2 separate regions of the Zea mays genome follow, and region 2 is linked to region 1. A link is a contact called in public Hi-C data. All regions are on one chromosome and are shown on one strand. The core of a region is the stretch at or near the end of the contact, and the rest is flanking DNA. Distances in the headings are between cores, read along the strand shown.

Region 1 (7,333 bases), core at 3,605-6,104:
CCGCGCGGCCACCTCCCGTACGAGGGCCCTGGACCTTCCTTTTATAGATGTAAGGAGAGGGTCCAGGTGTACAATGGGGGGTGTAGCAATATGCTAACATGTCCGGCAGAGAGGAGCCAGAGCCCTATGTACATGCCGACGTGGTTGTCGGAGAGGTGTTAGTGCCCTGTGCATGTGATGTCGTGGCCGTTGGAGGAGCGCTTGAGCCCTGTAGAAGCACAGCTGTCGGGGCTGTCAGGACCGTGCTGACGTCTCCTTGCTTCCGTAGGGGGCTGAGAACCGCCGTCGTCATGGGAGCATGTGGGGTGCCATCATTACTTGTTTACCGGGGCGAGCCAGATGGGACGCCGGTCTTGTTACCCGTAGCCTGAGCTAGCTAGGGGTAGGGTAATGATGTACCCCCTGCAACGTGGTCGGTCCGAGCCCAAGGTCGGGCGAGGCGGTGACTCCTCTGAGGTCGAGGTTGAGGCTGAGCCCTGGGGTCGGGCGAGGCGGAGACCGTCTTCCGAGGTCGAGGCGGAGGCCGAGCCCTGGGGTCGGGCGAGGCGGAGACTGTTTTCCGAGGTCGAGGTTGAGGCCGAGCCCTGGGTCGGGCGAGGCGGAGACCGTCTTCCGAGGTCGAGGCGGGGGCCGAGCCCTGGGGTCGGGCGAGGCGGAGACCGTCTTCCGAGGTCTAGGCGGGGGCCGAGCCCTAGGGTCGGGCGAGGCGGAGGCCGTCTTCCGAGGTCGAGGCGGGGGCCGAGCCCCGGGGTCGGGCAAGGCGGAGCTTCCTATGGCGCCTGAGGCTGGACTCGGCTGCTGTCAGTGAGAGCACCTAGAGGGGGGGGGGTGAATAGGTGATCCTGTAAAAACTTCAAACTTATAGCCACAAAACTTGATTAGGTGTTAGCACAGTTTATGCCAAGTGGCTAGAGAGGAGTCAAAACACAATAACCACAAGAATCCAATCAAGCACAGAGTGACACAGTGGTTTTATCCCGTGGTTCGGCCAAGACCAACGCTTGCCTACTCCACGTTGTGGCGTCCCAACGGACGAGGGTTGCAATCAACCCCTCTCAAGTGGTCCAAAGACCCACTTGAATACCACGGTGTTTTGTTTTCCTTTCACTATCCCGTTTGCAAGGAATCTCCACAAATTGGAGTCTCTTGCCCTTACAAGTATATGATCACAAATGAAACACAGAGTAAGGGAGGGAAGCAACACACACAAATCCACAGCAAAAGCGCACACACACGGCCAAGAATCGAGCTCACAAGACTATCTCAGAGTTCTCACTTAGAACAGAGCTCGAATCACTTAGAAACACAAACGAATGCGCACAGACTTAGTGTGGATGATCAAGAATGCTCAAAGGTTGCTTGTGTGTCTCCTCCATGCGCCTAGGGGCTCCTTTTATAGCCCCAAGGCAGCTAGGAGCCGTTGAGAGCAAATCCGGAAGGCCATCCTTGCCTTCTGTCGTCGGGGGCACCGGACAGTCCGGTGCACACCGGACACTGTCCGGTGCCCGATTTGTTTCCTTAAACGGCGAAGACGACCGTTGCAGACCGTTGACAGATCTGGCGCTATTGGCGCACCGGACATGTCCGGTGCACACCGGACAGTCCGGTGCCGTCTTCCGACCGTTGGCTCGGCCACGTGTCCCGCGCGGATTGCGCGGCCGACCGTTGGCCCTGGCCGACCGTTGGCTCACCGGACAGTCCGGTGCACACCGGACAGTCCGGTGAATTTTAGCCGTACGCCGCCGGCCAATTTCCCGAGAGCGGCCAGTTCGAGTCGCGCCAGCCTGGCGCACCGGACACTGTCCGGTGCACACCGGACAGTCCGGTGCTCCAGACCGAGCTGGGTCTTGGCAGCACACAGCCAAGTCCCTTCTCCTTTTCTCTATTCTTCTTCTTTCTGTTTCTAACACTTAGACAAATATATTAGTACTTAAACCAATGTACTAAGGCTTAGAAACATACCTTTACTTCATGATTTTCACCTTGTTCATCCATGTACATAAATTCCCAATTAAGCACATGTGTTGGCACTCAATCACCAAAATACATAGAAATGGCCCAAGGGCACATTTCCCTTTCAGTCAGCCTCACCCTTGCGGGTGGCACAGCAGTCAGAGCAGGGCAGGCGGCGTTGTTTTCCTGTCAGGTCAGTCATTGGAGGGGCGAAGTGACTGCGGTCACTTCGGCTCTGCCGACTGAGGAGCGCGCGTCAGGATAAGGTGTCAGGCGATCCTTGCATTGAATGCTCCTGTGATACGGTCGGTTGGCGAGGCGATCTGGCCAAGGTTGCTTCACTGCGAAGCCTGCCCGAGCTGGGCCTCGGGCGAGTCGAAGGTGCGCCCGTTGCTTGAGGAGGCCCTCGGGCGAGGCGTGAATCCGCCTGGGTCTACTGTTCCTGCCCGAGGCTGGGCTCGAGCGAGGCGAGATCGTGTCCCTTGAGTGGACGGAGCCTTGACCTGAATTGCGTCCATCAGGCTTTTGCAGCTTGTGCTGATGGTGATTACCAGCCGAGTTTAGGAGTCTTGGGGGTACCCCTAATTATGGTCCCTGACACCCTTAAACAGAATTGAGCTCATGCATGCTGCCCTCGGCCTATCTACTCTAAGCTCTTGCGCTCGTTGGTGCCGGCAGCCGCCAGGTGGGGCTAAGACTGGCTTCAACGGTGGCCTCTTCCCTCACTGTGACGGCGCCAGTACTCCCTCTTCCTCTTCATCGGTGCCCCCCACCGCTGCTACAGTGGTAGCGGGTGGTTGTTGTGCACGCTAGATGAAGAGGTACCACAACCGCCCCCCTTGCCTCGGTTTCTGTGCATAGAAGTATTTATTAGTTGGGAAAAAATTAATAATAGATGGTGAATAGGTATGGAAAATGGTATTTTATGATTATACTGGGGTATAGGGGAAGGATTTAGGGGGAACCGCTGTACAGGGTGGAGATATAGGGGAAGAGAATGCTGACATGGCACGTGAGTGGGATATACGGAGAGAAATTTAGGGGTAACCGCTGAACACAGTCTAAGCTCTAGAATTTTCTCGCTTGCCGCTTCCTACTTGACGTTTCCTACTTGAAATTGAATCAACACCCTATAACAATCAGGACTTGATCCCAGCTATTGGTCTAGGACCCAGCTGAGCCCTGCATGTTCCCTGAGTCATCTAGGACTATATATTCGAGCCGCCCGTGACGCTCCTTCCTCCATCAAACCATTGCCGAGAGCACCCTTCGACGAGGGAGCGGCGGAAAATAGAGCTTCGTCAACGCGCTTTTGGTTCATCGATGTGATCTCTAGTTCATCATCAATCTAAAAAAATCATGATGTCCAGCAGCAGCGTAGGATTAAAGGGCTTGGTTGGAAGGTAAGTTGGTGGTAAATTATGGGTCTTTCCCGCGTGATAGTTTTGACGCTTTCCAAATAATAGATTAACCACCACCATAGACCTTTTACATGCAATATTATTGATATGCATGACGAATTAATAGTAGGTACAATCATGATAAGTTGGCAGCAGTTGGGTCATATCATCTTTATAAACAAACCTTTCTCATCTTTAACAAACTGATCTAACCAATCAGATCGCGTCATGTCATTTATTTCTGTGCAGCCTTATTAATTTATTAAAAATGTGATCTCTTATATGTCAAATAATTTGTTTTAATCTGTTCAAGTGGTGTTAGGTTCATATTAGTTTTTGCGTACATAGTAATAATATTGTTTTAATTATGCACATGTTTTAATTTATTAATATTTAATTAATTTTAAGTAGCTAGATAATCTAGTTCCTGGACCCCTAGAACCCGGGGTGACATTTCTACCTGGCACTCCTCTCGGTACGTTGGGTCTTCTTGTTTTTCTCGTCTTTGGTTTCCGTCCTGACTCCTCATTTTTGTATTTCTCTCTGATTTCCTCGGTCAGCGTGTATGTGTCGCGTAAGTCGTTCCTTATTGTCTCTGGTCGACGGGTGGGCTGTTTTTGAGCCTGGGCAAGCTCGACCCCCTCGGGGCCGACGTTGAAAGTTTATAGCTCAGCTTCTTTTGTCTCTTCTTCCCTCTCATCCACTTCAGTATTTAGTCGGCATGTTGTTATACTGCTCTCATACATCTGGTATGCATACGCATGAGGACCATGTATAGTTAGTTATTATTACATGGCGGCGTCGTTATTATTATTATTACATGCATGCAATGCAAGGAGAGCGTGCGTACGTGGTGCATTAATTGCTGACTATACTAGTACGACTCGACGAGTGCATCCTCCTTGTGCGTCTGGATGACGAGGTCCGAGGTGGGGTAGGCGATGCAGGTGAGCACAAAGCCCTCGGCGACCTGGTCGTCGTCGAGGAAGCTCTGGTCGAACTGGTTGACGGAGCCGGAGACGATCTTGCCGACGCAGGAGGAGCAGGCGCCGGCGCGGCAGGAGTAGGGCAGGTCCAACCCTCGTTCCTCGGCATGGTCCAGGATGTAGACGTCGCCGGGCATCTTGAGCTGTACCTCCCCGTCCGGCGTGATGAGCTTGACGTTGTGGGTGGCCTGCGCGCGCAGCCTGGCGCCGCGGGCGGCGGCCGCCTTGGCCGCGGGCAGCGGCGTCACTACTGCGACGACAGGCGCCGGCCGGGAGGCCGCGCGGACGACGACGGAGAAGGCCGCCGGGGCGCGGAGGCTGTTGCTGCTCACCAGGGCGGCGGCGGCGGCGGCCATGTGTGTTGGACTGTGTGTACGTTCAGATGGAGAGATCGAGCAATATAATATAATGGAGTCTCTCGGCTACACAAGTACAGCTACAGCTATTAGCAGCTATAGTTGGCTAGGGAACCATGGACGACGCGGCTAGCTGCCGGCGATTTATGGGCGACGCTGGGGTGCCACGCGTGGTCGGGTTATCTGCGGAGGAGGCGCGATGAGGATCACAGGTTGCTCATCGTCGCTGCCAGCCACCCAACGTACGCACGTGTTGACGAGCGTGTGGAGGATGCATGCATGCGCGCGCGCGGACCACACAACTGGCCCATCCTTTACTACAGTAGTACGTCGATTCGGGCTGGCCTCTCTCTCTCTTGTCTTTTTGTTTATGGACTTTATTTGGCACTTGTTGCGATGTGTGCATACCCAGCCCAGCCCAGTATGTCAGTGTGAACATGAGGGCCATGCATATGCATGCATGCCGTTGGCCCGTTGCCATCTATCGGCGTCCCTCTCCTTCTCCATAGTTGAATCCGTCCACGCGGAGAAAATGACGATGCGATTACGAAAATACGAAGCATGTTCTTGACTTTTTCACTATCTACCTCTTTCCTCCGATAGATAGATAAATAAACAGATAGTGCCTATAGCTAGCTGGGACGAGAGAGAGACGATCAATGGTGACTTGAGACATCATTAGCAACCGATTTATCTATTATTATTAGATCGAAAAAGTCCTTGGTGCGAGACGTGAAGAATGCTCCGACAGACCACGCACCACACAACACAACCGACACGGTTTTTTACTTTTTGATGAAATGGTCTCCAGCCGGCCGTCGAACCATATGTTGCTGTGTTCCGCCGCACCTGTTCAATACACTTTTTTTTCCTGGGCCTCAGTTTCGAAAACAGTACTACTTTTACATCAAAAACATTTTTTAGAATATCTCTAAACAAGTTGTTATAAAAATATACTTTACCGTTAATAATGTAACAACGATATAATTACCTTTCCGTAGATATTGGTTGCCTTTTGTTTTGTGTTTTTTTCATTAGAACTAGTCGGTTGCCCGTGCGTTGCAACGGCTTACAACAATATCTATGTAAATTATCTATCAAAAAAATTTCAAGATTTTTTATTGATTGTCTCCGCTCTCCGTATAATTTTTTTTTGATTTGGCTAACTGATGTTATTGTTTACTCCATCCAATATGTCTTGGTACAACACGAGGAATGAAGTGAGCGATTAGCCCGTAGTGCTGGTCCGGCTCGACACGATTTATTTTTTTTATTCTACAAAAATGTATATATATAATTTATATTTAATATTAAAAACATTTGAGCATGATGTTCTACTGGTTAGACGGCTTCACCTACCATGTGTTTGGTTGCCTATATTTGCTGGTGTTTGCATAGCGGGATACAATGAGCTGGTGTTTGGTTGTTGTCAACCAGGCTCTACGCATGCGAAGTATGTGTTTGGTTACCTGCGTGCAGATGTGAAGACAGACTCGCACGATACTTAAATCACCCTAGACCAGGCTCTACAGACACGAGAAAATTGGTCGCATCTCTGGAGCCAGGCTCCCGCTGGCCTAGCTCATGCAGCCGGGCTACGGGGAGAAGCCAACCAAACAGGCAGCTAGTGTCTCTCGCCCTTCTTCCATCACAAGGCATGGGTTCAAACCCCACCTCTTGCACTATTTTTTAACATTTTACGTTGGTTTAATTAAATGGGCCGACAGACTAACGGGCTGACCTGGCACAGTCAGCAAGTCGGCATGACGTGCCTGGACCATAGTTGTGGCCCGTGGGCGATGGGCCGACAGGCTGGCCCGACACAGTCAGCAGGTCGGCATGACGTGCCTGGGCCAGAGTTGTGGCCCGCGGGCATCTGGCCCGTGCTGGGCCACCGTTTGATCATCTATAGACATGCATCGGGTTAATTTGAAATAGTTGTGAGGGGTTATTTGTAAAAAATGATGAGGGACGACCGTTGAAACTGGTGCTTTAAGTATAGTATAGATTAATATTAGAGGATCTTCAACAGTGTCTTAAATTAATGTTTGGATCAACTCATAAAAATAGGTCTAACACCGTCCTGTTTACAAATTTTTATAAAAAGAATACATGGCAATTTGTTTAACCAAAATATAATACACCTCCAAATCAGTGCCCTATCCTTAATTATTTCTTCATGATTAACGATATTTTTTCTAATAATGTAAGTCAATTCCTAAAATACATGATTGCTCATAGACAGCGCCATCATGAGCAACCATTGGCTCGGGTAGTGCACCCACTGAGCGCCGACAAGAGACGACATCACAGGTCATTCACATTAACTCCCCCGCGCGTCAGCAAGGCCACCACCTACATACGTCGGCGTACCAGACTCCACTATGTGGCCGACTCGAGTCGGCAAACGGGGCGGAGGCACGCCTAGTCAGAAGATTCGTAAAGCCCCGAGGTAGAATATCTTTGTCCGCCGCAACATTTACTACTCCTTGTTTAATACTAGATTGATGGCCCCGCATGTCGGGGCTTGGCACCCTTGTACATGCCCCCTTGTACTATAAAAGGGTGTGCACATTCGATACAAGGGACATGCTCATTCTCACTCACTCACACTTAAGTTCTCAGGAATACAACTCGC
Region 2 (7,333 bases), core at 2,746-5,245, 180 kb after region 1:
GTGCACATAATCAATGTAAAATTCATTAAGCTCCGCAGCCCATTTTCCAATTCGGCCAGTAGCTTCTTTATTTCTCATGATATCTTTCAACGGCTGCGAAGAAGGAACAATAATATTATATGCCTGAAAATAATGCCGAAGCTTCCTGGATGCCATTAGAACGGCATACAACACCTTCTCCAGTTCTGTATAATTTTTCTTTGAGACACTAAGGACCTCAGATACAAAATATACTGGGACCTGCTTCTTGATTTGTCCATCAAACTTCTCCTGCACAAGTGCCGCACTTACTGCTGAGTGCGAAGCTGCCACATACAACAACAGAGGAGCCCCTGGCATTGGTGGAGTTAATGTTGTTAGATCTATCAGGTATTGCTTGAGTTCTTCGAAAGCTTTTTGTTGAGCTGGGCCCCATTGAAAGACTTCAGCTGATTTTAGCACCTCGAAGAAGGGTAGATTTCTTTCCGCTGATCTGGATATAAATCTGTTAAGAGATGCCAGTCTTCCTGTCAATCTTTGGGCCCCCTTTCTTGTGGTTGGTGGCTCCATTCGAAGTATAGCTTCGATTTTATTTGGGTTAGCTTCAATTCCCTTTGTTGAAACCAAGCATCCAAGGAACTTACCCTTCTTTACTCCGAAGACACATTTTTCTGGATTCAGCTTCAGACCAGCTTGTCTGAAGCTGGCGAAGGTCTCCTGCAGATCAGCAATATGGTCTTCTTGCTTCGTGCTTTTTACAATAATGTCATCAACATAGGTCAACACATTTCTGCCTATCTGAGATTGGAGAACCTTTGCAGTCATCCTGCTGAAACTCCCTCCAGCATTCTTAAGCCCCTCAGGCATCCGAAGATAGCAATATGTACCACTTGGGGTTATGAAACTAGTCTTCGGCTCATCCTCCTTTTTCATCCAGATTTGATGATAGCCTGAGTAACAATCCAGGAGACTCATGAGTTCCGAAGAAGCTGCTGCATCAACTAAAGAGTCTATCCTTGGCAGCGGGAACTCATCCTTCGGACAAGCCTTGTTGAGATCTGTGAAATCAATACACATTCTCCACTTTCCATTGGCCTTCTTCACCATAACAGTGTTAGCTAGCCATTCTGGATACTTCACTTCTCTGATAACTCCTGCACTTAGGAGTCTTTTTACTTCGTTGCGAGCCCCTTCGGCCTTGTCATCAGACATTTTCCGAAGCCTCTGCTTGCGGGGTCTGAAGGATGGGTCAACATTGAGCGAATGTTCAATAACATCCCGATTCACTCCACAAAGATCATTGGCTGACCATGCAAAAACATCTTTATTGTTGAATAAAAACCTTATCAAGGTTTTCTCTTGATCTTCAGATAATTGCGAGCCCAATAGCACCTTCTGCTCTGCTATATCCTCACACAGCAGCATGGGCTTCGGCTGATCAGCCGAAGCTGCTTTTTCCCTCCTGAACTTGTACTGTTCACAAGCTTCAACTCCATCTATATTATGGATTGCCTTGGAATCAGTCCAGCTTCCTTCGGCCCTTCTGGCAGCTTCCTGACTCCCATGAATAGCAATAGGCCCTTGGTCCGAAGGTATCTTCATGCAGAGATAAGCTGGGTGAAGAATTGCTTCAAAAGCATTTAGGGTACCACGACCAATGATGGCGTTGTAGGGGTATTCCATGTCAACAATATCAAACACAATTTGCTCAGTCCTTGTGTTATTAACAAATCCGAAGGTTACCGGCATGGTAATCTTCCCGAGTGCCACAATCTGCCGCCCTCCGAAGCCACAAAGAGGGTGCGTAGCATCATGAATCTTGTCTTCAGGCTCTTGCATCTGTCTGAAGGCTTTGGCAAATATAATGTCAGCTGCACTGCCTGTGTCAACTAGGACATTGTGAACCAGAAACCCTTTGATCACACAAGAAATGACCATAGCATCATTGTGAGGATAGTCCTTGAGCTGAAGATCTTCCTGAGAGAAGGTAATTGGAATGTGAGACCATTTTGACTTAATAAAGGGTCCCTGCACTCCAACATGCTGCACCCTTCTCTGAGCCTCCTTCTTCTGCTTTTTGTTAGCTGGCTCTGAGCAAGAACCGCCTGTTATCGGGAGCATCAGCTTCGAAGCCGAAGCAGCTCCAGCTTGAGTGTTGAACGAAGCCATCAGCTCAGAAAGGTGGAAGTGAGTTGACCGGAGGTGGGCGCCAATGTTGGGGACTTGTTCTCAAATGCTAAGAATTAAGAACAAGGCAACACAAAAAATGTTAAGTGTTAAAATCCTTCGTCCTCCATAACGATATATCCCTTCGGGATATAAAGCATCTCGGACGAAGGTTACGAAGAACATACCTTCGTAAGCATAACAACGAAGAATGAAGCATTCACATAAATCATAGAATATGAAATAAACATTTAAATATTGTCATAGAATTATCTCTACTTGTATTAATGAATATAAATGACTTTGATTTACAAATGTACCTTCGGTCCTGCGGAAGGCAAAAGTACAAGCGTGATGTGAAAGCAAATGACAGGTTCACGTGAACAGTACAGAGGTACTGTTCATCTATTTATAGGCACAGGTCGCAGCCTGTGACAAATTACAATTATGCCCCTTGCGAAAGTTTACAGCATTGACTCAGACCTATATGTATAAAAAGGTCATTCTATCTCTATGTCGGTTTAAAACGCCGAAGCTCCATGAAAAGGGACCTTCGGCCATCTCTTGGAGACGACTTCAGCCGAAGCTGCTTCTTCGTGTGAGACCTTCGGCGCACCGAAGCACGACCCCAACATGACGATTTCGACCGTTGGAGCTCTGACATCTTGGGGCACCGGACAGTCCGGTTCTACACCGGACAAGCACTATTCACTGTCCGGTGCGCCTTCTGGCGATTGCTCTGACTCTGCGCGAACTGTCCGCGCACTGTTCACGTCGCAGCCGACCGTTGCAGCCGACCGTTGCGCTAGCTAGCCGTTGCTCCGCCGGCACACCAGACAGTCTGGTGGCACACCAGACAGTCCGGTGAATTATAGCGGAGTGCGGCCTCAGAAACTCGAAGGTGAAGAGTTGGAGTCGATCACCCCTGGTGCACCGGACACTGTCCGGTGGCACACCGGTCAGTCCGGTGCGCCAGACCAGGTTCTCTTCGGTTTCTTTTGCTCCTTTCTTTTGAACCCTAAATTTGATCTTTTTATTGGTTTGTGTTGAACCTTTGGCACCTGTAGACTACATAGTCTAGAGCAAACTAGTTAGTCCAATTATTTGTGTTGGGCATTTCAACCACCAAAATTATTTAGGAAAAGGTTTGACCGTATTTTCCTTTCAGTTTTGCTAAAGATTTTATAAATTTTATCGGGGTCGCCTAACCGTGACAAACCATCCTAAATTCGTTCCTGAAGTGCACTCCACCACCCGACTGGAGTTTATCTCGATACCCTAAAATGTATTTCTAAAGTTCGTGAACCTAAACGACATTGTTCAACAAGTTTTAAAAGTTGCTCATGCATATAACTCTAATAAAAAATATGAATTACCCACGCGGTATATTATTATCTGAAACAAACACATCCAAAGTGATTAAAAACTTGAAGTGTGAATTGATGAAATTTCTAGCTTCCAAAAAGAGCGCTAATATTTGGTTTGGTTTTCATTTATTATAACACCGAATAACAAGGGTCGGATTATTCGATTTTGGCGCGATGGCGTCACACAACCAACCAACTAATTATCGAAATTGATACACCAAAAGTAGTTAGTATATTTTAAACAAAAGGAATCAATATTATAACATCTATCCTTAAATATTTGTCGTTTATTAATTTATTTTTAAACTAAATCGTGAAAAAAACGGAGGAAGTAATGTATTAGTAATATTTATTACTAGCATCACCATATATAATTCGTATTGTAAATAAATTTTATATAACGAATAAATATACAGAAGAATTTAATACTTTATTATATTATTGTTATCATGATTATATGCACGTTTCAGTGGTTTCACAGTTAATTAATTTAAAAAGGAGAAAAAAGAAGATAGTTGTGCGCGGGCCCCACCACAGCCGGGGCAGGTGGGCCCAGCGGCGACCATGAGCAAGAGGAGAGGGAGGAGCGTTCCTCACCTGCCGTCCGTCGTCTTCCTTGCTCGCCTTCGCTTCCCTCCTCTTCTCTTTCCTAGACTAGACTAGACTTGGCTTGCCTTGGATTCTCATCTCGTCTCTTCTTTCTTCTCGCTCCAATCGGCGCGGACGTAGCCCCCGCGCACGCTACCGCCTACCGGAGAGATTCCGCCGCCCGTTGGGTGGATTCCAGCGCCGTTGAGCAACAGGACTCTAGCGCCGCACCGGACACCAACCACTAGACGCTGCTGCCTCCCTCCGCCGTCTCGGGGCACCGAAGGAGGAGCAGAGAGATCCATCGGACCGCTCGGCGGGGTGCGGCCGCCCTCGCTCCTCATCCAAATTATCCAATCCACTCGATTCCGATTGGCAACTACCCTTCACCCCGCGCGCGCAACCGCTAGCTCCTGCCGCCAAGCGCAACCGGACGACCGCCGCCCTCCCTACGCCAGGAGGTGCCCAGGTGTAGGTCCTTCGCCGGCGACGAACACCCACAAGGTTCCCTTCCTTTGTGCATACGGATGTAACGGATCTGAGTTCTCCAATTCCTACAAGTTAGGAGAATAGGAGTAGTAATTTACAAGCGTATTATTATGCCTACTACTAATTTGTTTTCTCTCTCTTTGATTTGATTGATTGACCCACCGTACGTAACCCACCATTTCCAGAGCAACCGCAAGGGCATGTGACAAGCTGCCGCCTGCCTTTGCCGCAGGCAATGTGCTCCGACATGTCGGGTCAGCGCCACCACCACGCAACCAGGTATTTCGATCCTCTTCTCTTGCGTTAAGCTTAATCAATCCGCAGCCTCCTCTGGCTTGGCTCAGGGGTTGCAACCAATCCATCTACTTAACCGAGTTACTCTATTATGACTTCGCTTGCTTCCATGTTTAGCTTTCCTCACCTCCTCAATCAGGTCCAGGTGTACCATTCGCGTTACTGGACCTCTTGCAGAATACTCTTCCCTACCTTAGCGGGTTTTTTTTTTTGGTTTCTACCATCAATGTTTTTATACAGCATCTGTGTCTCTTAAGCATTTAGTCCCTTTTCCTGAAAACCAGACCAGCGTTGCACAGCTTGAATCTAAGTCAAATTATTCACTGACCGACACCCTATACGCTGGTAACACACTAACACTGAATACAGATCTTTTTGTTTCTTTGCCTGCCAACAACTAGCTAAACCTGTACTGCTTTAGTTTTTGATTGGCAATTCAGTGTAAAGCACATAGATATGTATGGAGGCCTCCATCCTAATCGTTTTCCTTTTGCCCAACACAGCAGGGAGAATGCACCGGAAGATAATGGTTACCATCGCACTCCCCATGGTGCGGATCATCTCGAGCAGAGCCAGGCTGCAGATACAGATAATAAGCATATAAATCATCTGTCCACAGATGACAATGTTCCCTCCAGTGCTTCAGGCCACAAACATGGTGCTATCAGCCGCCATCCATCTACATCTTCTGTTGATGATCGCTCCATCAAGTCCGGTGATGATTCTGATGGGGCCGAGAGTACCAGTGGCAGAAGCAGTAATACAGAGATCTCATTTATGAATAATGATACCATCTGGATACCACCTCAAGCGGCAGATAAGGAGGATGAGGCCCAGAGTTTTGCTACGAGCATTGCTTATGACGACGACGATGACGATTATAGTGATGGTATAAAGTGGGGCCAGTCAAGTTTCCCATCCCCTGGTAAGCAGCATGACGCCGACACTAGCAATCATAGGGAGGAACGAGAAAAGGCAATGCTAGAAGCTATGAATGGCCAGCTGAAGGTACTTGTCAGTCGGTTTCTCGCATCTGCTGGCATTCCATCTTCCAACGAAGAGGGTAGCGATAGCTGGCTTGATATTGTCACCTCCCTGTCATGGGAAGCAGCACTACTTATCAAACCTGATGGTAGCATGGGAAAGGAAATGGACCCTGGCTCTTACATCAAAGTCAAATGCGTAGCATCTGGTACTCGCCGGCAAAGGTGAAGCAACAATTCTTCTTCAACTGTTTCTCCTCAACAGATAGGATTTCTGTTTCTGTTTCAAACTATATCATTCACCTATGGCAATCTTGGTTTGGTTGCAGTGAGGTGATCAAGGGGTTAGTCTTCAAGAAGAACACTGCTCATAAGCACATGCCGACAAATTGCCACAATCCTAGGCTTCTACTTCTCAAAGGAGTTCTTGGGCATTCTGATATTGGTTTGTCATCATTTAGTTCAATGGATCAGGTTAGATACTACATATTATATACGTACGCTGTACGCAAATAATAAACCTCGTCTTCTGTTCTTTTCATGGAGGAATAATACCTTCTATTTTCTATGCCTCTAACAATCAGGAAAAGGACCTGTTGGAGAGAGCTATTGGTAAAATGATGGAGATATGCAGTCCCAATGTTGTTCTGGTCGAGAAAACTGTTTCACGAAACATTCAAGAACTTCTTCTGAAAGAAGGTGTCACTCTAATTCTCGATATGAAACTCAACCGGCTACAAAGAATTGCACGCTGTACAGGCTCTCCCATAATTTCGTTTTCAGAAGTTTTGGATAAACCAAAGCTGAAGCAATGTGACTACTTTCATATCGAAAAATTTATCGAGGAGCACAACAACGCCAGTGAGGGTGGAAAGATGCCATCTAAAACATTAATGTTCTTGGAAGGCTTTCCACGTCCACTCGGTTGCACGGTATGCATAGGCCACGCTCATTATATGATGTATATAGTCTATTCCTTGCACACTAATACCATTTCATTGAATAAGTAGCAAATCCCAAACTGATTTGCATTCCATACTTTTTGGATTAATGTTTACAGTTATAGTTGTTTTCTTTCTTTTTCAGATACTGCTAAAAGGAGCAAACAGTGAAGAATTGAAGAAAGTCAAACAAGTAATGCATTTTACGGTCTTTGCAGCATATCACTTGATCCTTGAAACATCTTTCTTTGAAGATCAAAGGGTTTTTCTAAATGATAAAAGTACCCCCAAAGAAATTTCTGTTACTGCTACAGAAGGGGCATCACCAACTGCTTATGATGTTGCTGCTCTTAGTGGTGCTATCCCTAGCTTTCCTTCACATGGTGACCCTCCAGCACTTAGACTATTCCATGCCACTTCTAATAGCTATGCTGATGTGAACAAACCTTTGACATATCCAGAAAATGGGGATGCATTCAGTTCAGTATCCAGCAGCTCTGCAAATGACCTTGAACAAGGTACAAGT

Evidence for each region. Hi-C and Micro-C count contacts between places; a contact is called where the count stands out from the background.
Region 2: a contact with region 1 is called in a Hi-C map of tassel, with 2.6 times the contacts expected there. The contact joins the promoter of LOC103653169 here to the promoter of LOC103653165 in region 1. A contact is called at or near these places in 5 of 25 Hi-C or Micro-C datasets (ear, leaf, leaf mesophyll and 1 more).

The regions. Positions count from the first base shown.
Region 1 is chr4:42,230,828-42,238,160 of Zm-B73-REFERENCE-NAM-5.0, forward strand. It overlaps LOC103653165 (ferredoxin), which reads right to left and starts at 4,855. Exons shown (of 1, transcript XM_008680127.4): 1 at 4,065-4,855. The coding sequence starts at 4,695. The coding sequence ends at 4,228.
Region 2 is chr4:42,409,790-42,417,122 of Zm-B73-REFERENCE-NAM-5.0, forward strand. It overlaps LOC103653169 (1-phosphatidylinositol-3-phosphate 5-kinase FAB1A), which reads left to right and starts at 3,996. Exons shown (of 12, transcript XM_008680130.3): 1 at 3,996-4,604; 2 at 4,775-4,868; 3 at 5,387-6,091; 4 at 6,196-6,340; 5 at 6,451-6,798; 6 at 6,953-7,333. The coding sequence starts at 4,825.